Regions from separate parts of the Mus musculus genome. Here regions 1 and 2 are each linked to region 3. Evidence: chromatin contacts called from public HiChIP or PLAC-seq data. All regions are on one chromosome and are shown on one strand. The core of a region is the stretch at or near the end of the contact, and the rest is flanking DNA. Distances in the headings are between cores, read along the strand shown. Region 1 has its middle 16 kb from the start of Gm34130. Region 2 has its middle 24 kb from the start of Hhipl2. Region 3 has its middle 49 kb from the start of Gm39724.

Region 1 (3,842 bases), core at 647-3,146, 240 kb before region 3:
ACAGAAAGGAGCTTTTGGCCTTCCCTCTTGTTAATGTGCAGTGGAACAAGTCACCACTGCCTAATGCTAAGCAGGACTAACTCCCAATGGTCTATACCATGAGGATAGATTGTCTGCCACTCAGATGGAGACTCAGAGGGGACCCCTCTAAACTGCAGAAGCTTCAAATGGAATTAGGACCTACGACTGCTTAGCTTAGAGCAAGATAAATGCAAGCTTGAAGCAGAGTGAAGGTAGTTTGCTGTCTTCAGATGGTAAATGGTTAATATAGGGAAGGAGGATTCTATTTATTTTACTTGGAACCAGATAAGAAAGTGGTGACTGCCAGAATAGAAGTTATAGGCAGGTCCAAATTCAACAAAAATAGTGTTCTAGTCATCAGGATTGTGTACCAAGAGAGGCAGAGTTCATAAAGCAGCCTTACCAATGGAATCCCCAAGGGATTCTAACCCCACCACTCACATTCTACTCCTTATATGAAAATGAGAACTATATCATCTATCTTTCCATCTGTCTGCCTATCTATCTACGGTCTATCTACCTATCTATCTATCTATCTATCTATCTATCTATCTATCTATCTACCTATCGTTTTTCTTTGTGTCAACCTATTGATACTTCATATATCTATGATTTTCTATCTATCATCTGTGCATCTATGATCTATCTATCTGTCTGTCTGTCTGTGTCTCTGTCTGTTTTCTCTTTGTTCATGGGCTGCTGTATTAGCCCAATTGCTGAAGATTCCTGTTGCCAAGTTTGACATTCTGAATTTGAATTTCTGGACTGATATGGTGGAAGAAGAGAATCCACTCCCAGAGGTGTTCTCTGACTCTGCACGCACGCACACACACACACACACACACACACACACACACACTCCATATAACTCCAAGTATCTCTCTATCCCTTTATAAGCAGAACCAGCATAAGAACCAGTCTGAAGGGCTCCTGGTACAGCTCATTTGAAATTTGTTCCAAACTCAACATTTTCTGGAATTGAACTTAAATAGATATGTGTGTGTGTGTGTGTGTGTGTGTGTGTGTGTGTGTGTGTGTGTGTTAGACATTTACTTTTTGCAGGGCTGAAGATAAAACCCATGGTATTCTCTATCCTATGCAGACCCTCTACCATAGAATTGTATTTTCAACCTAACAATATTTATGTCCAAGGAATGTTATGAAAATTTAACTAAGAGCACACCACCTTTAAACAGTGATAGGCCACAGAGACATCTGGAGAGGGCCTAGTGATGTCCTTCCTTACCTGGAAGATATAGAAATCCGATGAGAACTAAGGAACTTTGTCCACTCTTAGGCTTTATTGTTATTATGGAAGCCAGAATAATCTAAACTACCATTTTGTCACTCTGAGTGTTTCTCAGGAGAGGTGTCTTAGTGGAATAGCTGTACTGTATCCATTATGGGGAAGGGAACATCATGATGTCCAGATAAGTGTTTTCAATAGGTAAGTGTTATCTATATATGGCTGGATGGACCATTTCATAGAAAATGTGACAATTTATGCTCCACACAACTCCAAGCATCTCCTTATCTTTCTCTATGTAGAATCAGCACAAGAAACAGGGTGAATGTTTCCCAAGCTGACTCATTTAAAACTTGTTTCAAATTCAACATTCTCTGCAATTGAACTTCATTAAATAGAACTCACGTTTAATTGGAACATAGTTGCCAATTAAGAGCCAAGAATCCATAGAATTGACTGCTCTTTAAATATAGGTTATCTCAGCAAGCTAATAGTTCTTTTATGGTGATTCCATACTGAGCAGACATTAAATTGTGGCTCAAATAACAGAACAAACAAACAGTGTGTGGGCCTCTGAGTATTATTGTGATTATGCTATATGAGTAATAAGTCATATTTGAGAACATTAGTCATGACTGGCTCTGAGTATTTCCTAAGCAGTCGGTCTGGGAGCCAGGATAAACAAGCCCTGGTATGTTTTCTGTCTTTTGCATTTGCTCATACACAAGGACTATGGGAAAATTATTGCATCCCTGGATGTTTGAGCTGCTCACGTACATATGTTTGCTGCTTTTGTTATTTAGAAGTCTGGGGTGTATATGGAGGTCTAAAACCCAGTGTGAATCTCAACTAATTTTTTTCAGGCAGAAACATGAAGACCTTCATGGGTACGGCTGCAAAATGATTGGCACAAGGTTTGGAACAAGAGGTAAGAGAGCCGTGTTTTCTCCTTCTTTGTTTAGGTGTATGCTGTTGAAGTATTTTCATAAGGGTCTAGAGATGATTCAGTGGTTAAAAGCATCAGCTGGTCTCCCAGAGGACGCAGGTTCAATTCCCAGTTTCTCACATGGTGGCTCATAACCATCTGTAACTCCAGTTCTAGGGCACACATACACAGACACACATGTAAGCAAAACACTCATACATATATGGAAAGAAAACACTTTCAACTTTTTAAAGATGGGAAAAATAACAAGAGAAAATATAAGGCAAGGAAAAAACCCTTCTCATACACATAAAATTAAATCAAACTAATTAGATAAATGAATAGAGAGACTGTTTAGGTGAGGGAGAACCTGGCAGAATCATTTTTTTTTATGGAAAGTTCTAGGATAACTCAGTGAGAGTAAAATAAACAGGTGAAGAAATTCAGGTAGAAGATGAAAGAATCTCAAGGAAAAGTGGGCAGTAGGAGAAAGGCCACACTCCAGATACAGACCCAAGGTAGAAATAATAGGACTGATTGTCCCATTGCTTGTGCAGAAGGAGGGTTGATCCCAGCGTTGAGGCTGATCATGATGCCAGGAAGGTGGCGGCGCTAACTGGAATGGAGGATCAGAGCACAAGGATCCAGTTTTGGAGAGTTGATTTTGTTCTAGACTCACCGTGTTTGAAGTTCTTTATAGGTTAGCTCAAGCTAATAGACAGACGTATCCCATAAAAGTGTGGCTCTGACACATAAGCTGTATGGCACAGCAGAGGTTTTGATTTGGGAGTCATTTAAGGCCCATATTGCAATGGGTGGCCCCCAATTCAACAGAAATCTCCTAAACCTCTTTATCAAATGTAAAATTACTTTACTTTCTAATGGGATCTCCTCAAGTCCCTGGAGAAAGGGACATCACATTGTCCTTTTCTTCTATATGTTTTAAAAATTAACTAAAATCTAAGATTGACCTTCTGATTAACAGAACGTGAGCCTCCTCAAATGCCCACATCCCAATCTATAGAAGTTGTGAACATGTATGCTTATTGGGAGAGAGGTCACAGTTGTGGTTGAGTTGAGGACTCTAAGAGAAGGACCATGAAATATTATCTGGCTCCACCCAACCTAATCACCAGGTCCTTACACATAGAGTAACTTTCCTGGCTATCTCTGGTTATAGAGATGAGAGGATGCTCAGAGAGATACAACCCTACTGGATTTACAGATAGAAGAAGGGACCACAAGCCATTAGATGTGGATGGCTTCTAGACATGAAAACATCAAAGGTGCGAATTTCCCAATAGAGCGTCCAGATAGGAATGCAGCACACCAGCACCCTGATCTTAGCCAGTGAGATCTGTTAGGCTTTGCTTGGATGACAATATAAAATGTCCCTCAGAGGCTCCTGTGTTGACTGATTTGAGAGTTTATGGACCTTAGGAATTGAAGGCTTGCTGCAAGAACTAGATCATTAAGAGGAGGTCCTTGGGGTTTATGTTGCTGACTTTCCTCAATGCTGGACAAAACAACTTTCAAAAGCAACTTAGGAAGGGGAAGTATGGCTGTGGTTTCATGCTTCAAGGGATTAGAGTATTAGGTGCAGGAACTTGAGGTGGCTGGCTATTTTCATCAATATTCAGAAAACTGAGC
Region 2 (3,486 bases), core at 451-2,950, 240 kb after region 3:
CACCTGGGCACTTATTGCCCACAAGGCATAAAAAAAGAAACTCTGTTTGCTAGAACAGAGGTCTTGAGGGTCCACGCTAATGTGAGGTGACCTGGGGAATAGCATCCCACAGCCAGGTTGCCAGTATCTCCAGCTGGAAGCTGCACTGTTGGGTAGAGCTGAGATCCACAAGCATCATCAATTTATAGAGGCTTCCATTATGATCATTCATGAAGCAACGTGTGTCATCTGCAGAAGAAGATCTGTATGCTGTTGTGGAACTCAAATTTACTGATTCCTTTATTCGGGTCTATAAATTCTGGTTATCGATTGTCCTACTGACTTACTGCTTTCTCGGGCCTGTGACCAGTGGCTCTTCAGAAACTCCTGGGAACAGGGAGTGATATACACCCAAAGGTCACCCACATATTTAAGAAACAAAATTCTTTGCTTGGGAGCACTGTCTTCTAGGCACGACATGGTAATTACATGTCTGAGCTCACAGCCGTTGTGATGACCTACACCGGACAAGGCCATCAGCATCTTAGGAGGGAAGAGGGGCTCTAGAGACCCAACTCCTCTCTGAGGAGCTCTGAGCAGCTCATGGCTACTGGGGGAAGGGAAAACACTTTCTTCAGTGGTGTGACCAACACTAAGTTGCCTGTGTTCCAGTAAACAACCTTTCATCCTCTAAGCATCCTAGTGAAATGCACCGGGCCAACGGCAACAAAAAACAACATGAAAGTTGAAAGGGGGGAGTGGGTGTTAGGAAGAGGGAGGGGACCAGGTTGGATGGGGTGGGAACAAGAGAGAGTGAATATAGCAGATGCTTTAGATGTGTGTATGGAAATACAGTGAAACTATTATGTATAATTAATATATTATTATGTTACTATGTATAATTGATATATTCCTACCACCCTGCTGTGTCTTTAGCCCGCCATCTTTCTCCTCCCCTTTCTTTCTGTCAAATCTGTGCTATAATGATCGGGTATTTGACTCTCTCAAAATACCAGAACCTGCTCTGCCCCATTTTCCAGGAACATAGTTCTCAATATCGGGGAGACTCTTCTGCACCATTTCAACCTGCTATTCGGGGTCCTTTTTCTTGAGTCTTTTGCTCAGTCCCCAGGCAAGGAAGCAGAAACCATTATCCAGAAATAGCCTGATCACGTTAAATCTTTAAGTCTACTAAACGGTCGCAAGCTGGGGTCCCAGCATCAGCACTGACAGCGAAAACAGGGGCCTGGGTGACAAAGCCCTTCCCTCTGAACTGTCACCACAGAATACTGTCCCTGCTGGATCGCATTCTTAGGGCCGGTACGGCCAGCACCAGATGGCTCAGATTCACCTGTGAAGCCAGGCCTGCTGAGAGACTTCATCTACGTTTGTGTTTTGATCCTTTGGAATCTGCAACCAGAGCCCCTGGCAGCAAACGTCCTTCTCCGCCAGTTCAAGCAAGAAAATGTACCTGCCGTGGTCGTGCTTGCTTCACTAGGCTGCTGACTTATTTTAAGAACTAAATCTCTCCTGTTACTCTATTTTCCTCTCTCAGGAGGAGTGTGTGAGCTCCAAGACTGATTTGCAGCCAGGGCAGGCAATCTCTTATGTGGTGACCTAGCGCCACCTACTGACTACTCACTTAACTGCAGCCAAGAGGACAACGAGGTCCTCTTGTAAGGAAAGTTTTCTCCGAATTCTTCTCTACTTACTCACCAGACTTTGCCTGGCAGTCTTGTGCTGTGCCCTTTTTATCTTTAATGTAAACAAGCGACGACTGTGTCACCAACAAGGAAGCTGGGCGAGTTCTTCACTTGCCAGCCCTGCCCCACCCTTTCTCCTTAGCAGCTGTTGCTTACAAATGATGAACTCAAGGCAGAGAAGCCGATGTGGTCTCCAGGTGTCCCCAGCACAGACACGGAGAGAGGTGGCCCTCTTGTCTTTATTTAGCCTTCCTGACCATGGTCTCTGAACTTGGAGTACAAGAATATTCTCCCAGTACTCTGCTCTTCACGTGCAAGAAAGAGGTAGAAGGTGTTTTCCACGGTAGCCTCTCAACACTTACTCAAAATAGAAGTCTTATTTCTAATAGATGCAGATGTCTCTCTTATGCTCAGGCTCACACCAGGGGCAGCTTATAAAAGCAGATACCATACAAGCTTATACACATATGCAGGAAGTGCTGCTGATTGGCTGATTTGGGTCAAAGCTCATTTTGGCTAACTATACAGAGCAGTTCTAACTAACCTCTGTTGTGCTCAGTTTCCAAGAGCAAAGAATTTAAGAGAATATGCAATCAACTTGCACATAAGGAAGTTTCCTTATAATACTAGTAACAGCGCAAAATGGCAGGCTAGCCACGTAAGAGTTACTTAGGCTTAACGTTATACCTAGGCCTTAACATTCCATCTAGCCCTTCAGTTCTACCTAGTCCTTATCAGTTCAAATGCATCCTCTGGTCTCCACATGTATGGCACTGCTATCAAAGGAAATTTAAAAAATACATGATCATGAGAGAAAAAACAAAAGAGAATAGATAGGCTTCTGGACAGGCGGCCTCTACAGCCCTTGCTGATGCTCTGTCGCTGCATGAAGCCCGAGCTGGTTCAGCACTGCCAGCTCCAGACTTCCAGTGCCTTACAGATATGTAGAGACTGAGATTTCTTGACCTTGGCACCACTGGGTCAAAGCGGTCTGTGTTACTGTGAAGCTGTCTGCTCACCACAAGCATCTAACAGTACCCCTATCTTTTGCTGAGGAAATGCCAGTCGCAACCCCAACCCCCGACTCCATCCTGTTACAACTATCAAAGTGTCTGCAGGTATTGCCATTGTTTCCCTGGGCTGGGAGGTGCAAAACCACCCCTGATTGAAAACCCTGGGTCTGGAGCTCAGGTTCCCAAGCTTGAATGTAAAATGATCCCCATAGTCTCGTGTATTTAAACGTTTGGTCCCAGTAGGTGGCGCTGTTTGGGGATATATATATATCAGGAGGATTCTGCATGGGTGAATAACGCTGCCCCCAGAAGACGTAAGTTATAAATAATGATCTCAGAGCCAGGCAGGCAATCCCTCCCTGTGAGTTATGGTTAAGGGGGCCCCCAGAGGCACCCGGCACAACACAGGCTGCTGCCATTGCTCTTGGTTGCCCTCCAGAACTAGATGGTGAGACCCCATTACCGAAGGTACCTCTCCCTTATGATGCACAACATAGAGAAACAACCCGAGCTGGCCAGGGAACTCTGCTGGCTTAGCTTACCCAGGCCAGAGGTCCTGTGCCAGTCTCTGGAGGAGAAAAGTCACCAGCAGTCTTACACAGCTGTGATCCTCACTGCACTGACCTGGTGGCTGGAAGTGCTCGCTGGAATTTAGAGACATGACAGCTAAGCAGGTAACCAACCGTTCTCAGGTCGGATGTGAGGCCTGCTCCACAGAAGGAAATTCATCCTTGACATCCTTGGTGCTGTAAACCCGGTCAAAAGCCCAAGACTGAGGCGATCACAGGCCT
Region 3 (3,945 bases), core at 1,128-3,627:
GCAACTCATAAAAGAAAACATTTAATTGGGGATGGTTTATAGATTCTGACCTTTACTTCATTACATTCATGGCAGGAAACATGGCACCATCTAGGCAGAAACAGTGCTGGAGAAGGAGCTGAGAGTTCTACATCTTGATCTGCAGGCAGCAGAAGGAGACTATGTGACACACTGGGCATAGCTTGAGCATAGGAGATGTCAAAGCCTGCCTCCACAGTGACACACTTCCTCCAACAAGGCCACACCTTCTAATAGTGCCACTCCTTGAAGGAGGGAACTCACATGAGCTGCCGTGATGATGGAAGAAACTGAGATGAAGACAATTCAGAGTCTGTCTGGCGTGAATAGAATAATCTCTATGTTCACCTATGAGCAGTTCCAGAAGCTAAGAAAGTACTTCCAGATAGACTGGTTCCCTAAGGAGGCAATTCTGCAGGCCTTGGCTGAGGAACTCAAACTGCCCAAAGAAGTCATCAGCTACTGGTTCTTCAAGCAGCGTCAAAGAGAGATGAGGCACAGGCAGTTTTTGAAGGGCTACAAGGGTTGGATAACACGCTGTCGTCACTACTGTACAACAAGAAGGACCACCAGGCAGAAGAACTCCGAGGAGTGCTCTCAGAATGACCCTGGACTCCCCGAAGCGTTGGAAGCCTTGAAGAGTCTCAAGCTCTCTTCTGGGTACCAAAGCAGAGATGCAATGTCACAGGATTTCTGACTTTTCAACTTCCTTGTTGGGGCAGGGGTCTGTTGGGATTTATGTCTATGGAAGAAGGTACATTAATAATAATGCTTGCATTCATAGAATCGATTAAAAAAATGAACCAAGCATTCAAGCACGTGAGTCTGTGGGGGCCATACCTATTCAAACCACCACACCAGCATAAAGTATAAACAAATGAAAGACTATAGAATATACACAGAAGCAAAAAAATTAAAATTAAAATTTTAAAAAAATTTTTTAAAAAGGACACTTAATACATTCTCCAGAAGTGGACAATAGACACCAGCAGGAAGACAGCTTTTTCTCTATAGCCAATGACTGACAGCATTTCAGTGCTAAAGATTATCCATCATTATCAAAGCTGCTGTGACAGAGCGGACCTTCGCCTGGGAGTCCAAAATGGAGTCCCTATTACTCTGTGATGAGCCTTGATTTTCATTTTATCTTTCTATTATACATCTATCCTCTTTCACTTAGAACAAAGAGATCTTCCACCTTCCATTTGCCTCACTAGCACCTAGGCCTGGCTTTGCATGTGTCTACTACAGCTGGGAGAAAGTGGTTTTCAAACCAGGACCGATGGCATTGTGTCCGGAGTCCACGGGAAACCCAGACAAGTCCAAGAATTGCAAAGTCCACTGCAACTCCCAAAAGAGTCTTTTATTGTTCCACATTGGAACTCGGATTGCCTGCCTCGAACTCACTGAGTGAATGCTGGCAAGCAACCCTGAGTTCAGAAAACACTGGGTTTATATACGGTATAGTTATGAATGTTCACAGAAAAGGGGAGTAAAGGGCTGTAATCATTTGGTGGAAAGGTACAGAAGTGGGAGGGGGTTAATGGGTGTCTGTTCAGGGACTAACTTCATAGCCAGTCATAACTGTCTCTGACCTGACCTCTGATTTCCCTTGAGCTTGTGATTTTTCTAAGGTCTCAAGGACAAGCACCCTGAAGAGTTCGGCTGTTTATCAAGAGTGTTGGAGACAAAAAGGCGGGGAGGATGTCTCAAGCTGTCCCCTCAAAATGTCTTCATTTAGGGGGAGTTTGATGGGTAGTGCCATTCTAACAATAGGGGAGGGGCCAAGGAGGAGTAGGCTTGCTGCAGGGGTGGGATGGTGGTGGTGGTGGCAGGGAACACAGAGGCAAACTGTACACACACTCAAGTCTCTCTAGTATCATTAATTTGGGGGTTACAACAATGGCAAGTTGGTGGCATGAAGGGAATCTGCACTTTGGGATGGGACCACTTTTTGTGCAGATGTTTCTATAACCCCAGACTCTCTACAGGACACTGCATGAGGGTAAGGTGGGAAAGCAGATCTCTTCTAAAGGAAACAGTTTTGTCTGTCAATCCCAGTTAAGATCGTTTCTGAGGCCTGCACTGCAGTTCTGTTTACTCTTCCCATGTATAAAATAGCTTTAATTTGAAATTACAAGTAAGAACACAAACCACAGGAATGTAGCACAGGCATTGTCACGCTTAGGAGGTAAGTAGAAAGACAGCCAGGAAGAATCCCGAGTCACCAAGCTCCAGTGAAATCAAAACGAAGTTGGGTGCGAGAGAGCGCTAGAAAAAACGTTAAGATTTCCTGCAAGTGGCTCCTCCTCACACCACACCACCAAATACTTAAGCTGTGATGCAAGCTGATAACATTTGGCACTCGCAGGGGTTTCTCAGTTTTGCAGTTTCCATGCAAACTCTGATTAATCCTGACAGTGCTCCTCAGAGAGCTGCTGGCCTGGAGCCAGACGAAGTGTGCGCGCCCTCACGTTGATTGCATAAGTTCACACAACAACCAATCCTTCTCTCCACAATTTCCCATCATCCATGGCTTAAATTCTCATGACAGATTTTAGGCAAACTCGCCTCTTCAAACTGTCCCTCTGTTCAAACTGTCTCCAGCCCCAACCCCAGGATCATGTCTCCCCTCGGAGTTCACTGGCTTCGGTTTTATATTCAAACATATTCCAGGATTCCCATCTGAGCCCGAAGAAAGTTTAATGGTCCCTGACTCCAACATTCTCCTGTGTGGGCATAAACCTCCATTTGTGTTCATAGAGTGATAGTACAACTACCCATCCTTCATCGCCTTTCCCTCCCTCAAAATAAGAAAATTGAGGCAAAACCAAACACTCAAAAAAAAAAAAAAAAAAAACTATTTGTTCACTAAAAGAAAAAATAGGAAACTCAGGAGACCTAAAACACAGCTCTGTCTCACTGTCACTGTGACTGGGATGAAGCACCCTGACAAATAGGGAAGATTTGTGTCTTACAACTTCAGGTTACTGTTTATCATTGAAGTTAGGGAGGCAGGAGCTTGAGATAGCCAGTCATGTCATATATACGGCAAAGACCAGGGAAAACTAGACACAGTCACACTGCCAGCTTGCTCTATTCAGCTAGCTTTCTTTACTTGTACAGTCCAGCCTATAAATGATGCCACCTCCACTTAGGGTGTTCCTTCCCAAACTTTGCTAACCAAAGCAATCAAGATAACCCCCCAGAGACATGCCCACGGGCCAATCTGATCAAGGCAATTTCTCCTTCAGGCTCCCTTCCCACGTGCTTCTAGGTTGTGACATGTTGATGTTTTTTTTGGTTTTTTTTTTTTTTTTTGGTTTTTTTTTTTATTACGTATTTTCCTCAATTACATTTCCAATGCTATCCCAAAAGTCCCCCATACCCTCCCCCCCCCCCACTTCCCTACCCACTCATTCCCATATTTTGGCCCTGGCATTCCCCTGTACTGGGGCATATAAAGTTTGTGTGTCCAATGGGCCTCTCTTTCCAGTGATGGCCGACTAGGCCATCTTTTGATACATATGCAGCTAGAGTCAAGAGCTCTGGGGTACTGGTTAGTTCATAATGTTGTTGCACCTACAGGGTTGCAGATCTCTTTAGCTCCTTAGATACTTTCTCTAGCTCCTCCATTGGGGGCCCTGTGATCCATCCAATAGCTGACTGTGAGCATCCACTTGTCCCACCATTCCTCAAGGAAAGTTTAAAACTCAAGTGAGGTGTCCTTATTTGTAAAACACTAGACCATCTATGTTTAAATATATAAGTCAGATCTTCTATCACCACTTACTAACAAAGAGAAAGATAAATGCGTAGTTGTATTAAATCACTGGTGAGGGAGGGAAGGTGCCTAGTGAGTAAGAGCTATCGGTGTACAAGCATGAGAACATGAGTTCAAATCCCCAGCACTCAGGTAAAGAGTTG

The links. HiChIP or PLAC-seq counts read pairs in DNA pulled down with a chosen protein or histone mark.
Region 1: a FOXA1 HiChIP or PLAC-seq map of pancreatic cancer cells shows a contact between it and region 3. The contact joins two enhancer-like sites. A contact is called at or near these places in 2 of 39 promoter capture datasets (the 3T3-L1 cell line and liver), 3 of 484 Hi-C or Micro-C datasets (adipose-derived mesenchymal stem cells and embryonic fibroblasts) and 3 of 115 datasets of contacts at active chromatin or transcription factors (the NIH/3T3 cell line, bone marrow-derived macrophages and pancreatic cancer cells).
Region 2: a FOXA1 HiChIP or PLAC-seq map of pancreatic cancer cells shows a contact between it and region 3. The contact joins two enhancer-like sites. A contact is called at or near these places in 2 of 15 datasets of contacts at CTCF or cohesin (the NIH/3T3 cell line and embryonic stem cells), 5 of 484 Hi-C or Micro-C datasets (the HL-1 cell line, bone marrow-derived macrophages, embryonic stem cells and 1 more) and 3 of 115 datasets of contacts at active chromatin or transcription factors (bone marrow-derived macrophages, fibro-adipogenic progenitors and pancreatic cancer cells).

Annotation. Positions count from the first base shown.
Region 1 is chr1:183,919,530-183,923,371 of GRCm38.p6, reverse strand. No RefSeq gene overlaps it. Among named protein-coding and RNA genes, the nearest start is that of Gm34130, 16 kb to the left of the region's middle. Within about 2 kb of position 1,896, at least 43 of the 459 cell types and tissues checked have an H3K27ac peak or open chromatin away from gene starts, as enhancers often do. A contact at or near this core is called in the NIH/3T3 cell line and pancreatic cancer cells, where this site is marked.
Region 2 is chr1:183,440,410-183,443,895 of GRCm38.p6, reverse strand. No RefSeq gene overlaps it. Among named protein-coding and RNA genes, the nearest start is that of Hhipl2, 24 kb to the right of the region's middle. Within about 2 kb of position 1,700, at least 48 of the 459 cell types and tissues checked have an H3K27ac peak or open chromatin away from gene starts, as enhancers often do. A contact at or near this core is called in the HL-1 cell line, the NIH/3T3 cell line and pancreatic cancer cells, where this site is marked.
Region 3 is chr1:183,678,548-183,682,492 of GRCm38.p6, reverse strand. No RefSeq gene overlaps it. Among named protein-coding and RNA genes, the nearest start is that of Gm39724, 49 kb to the right of the region's middle. Within about 2 kb of position 2,377, at least 51 of the 459 cell types and tissues checked have an H3K27ac peak or open chromatin away from gene starts, as enhancers often do. A contact at or near this core is called in the HL-1 cell line, the NIH/3T3 cell line and pancreatic cancer cells, where this site is marked.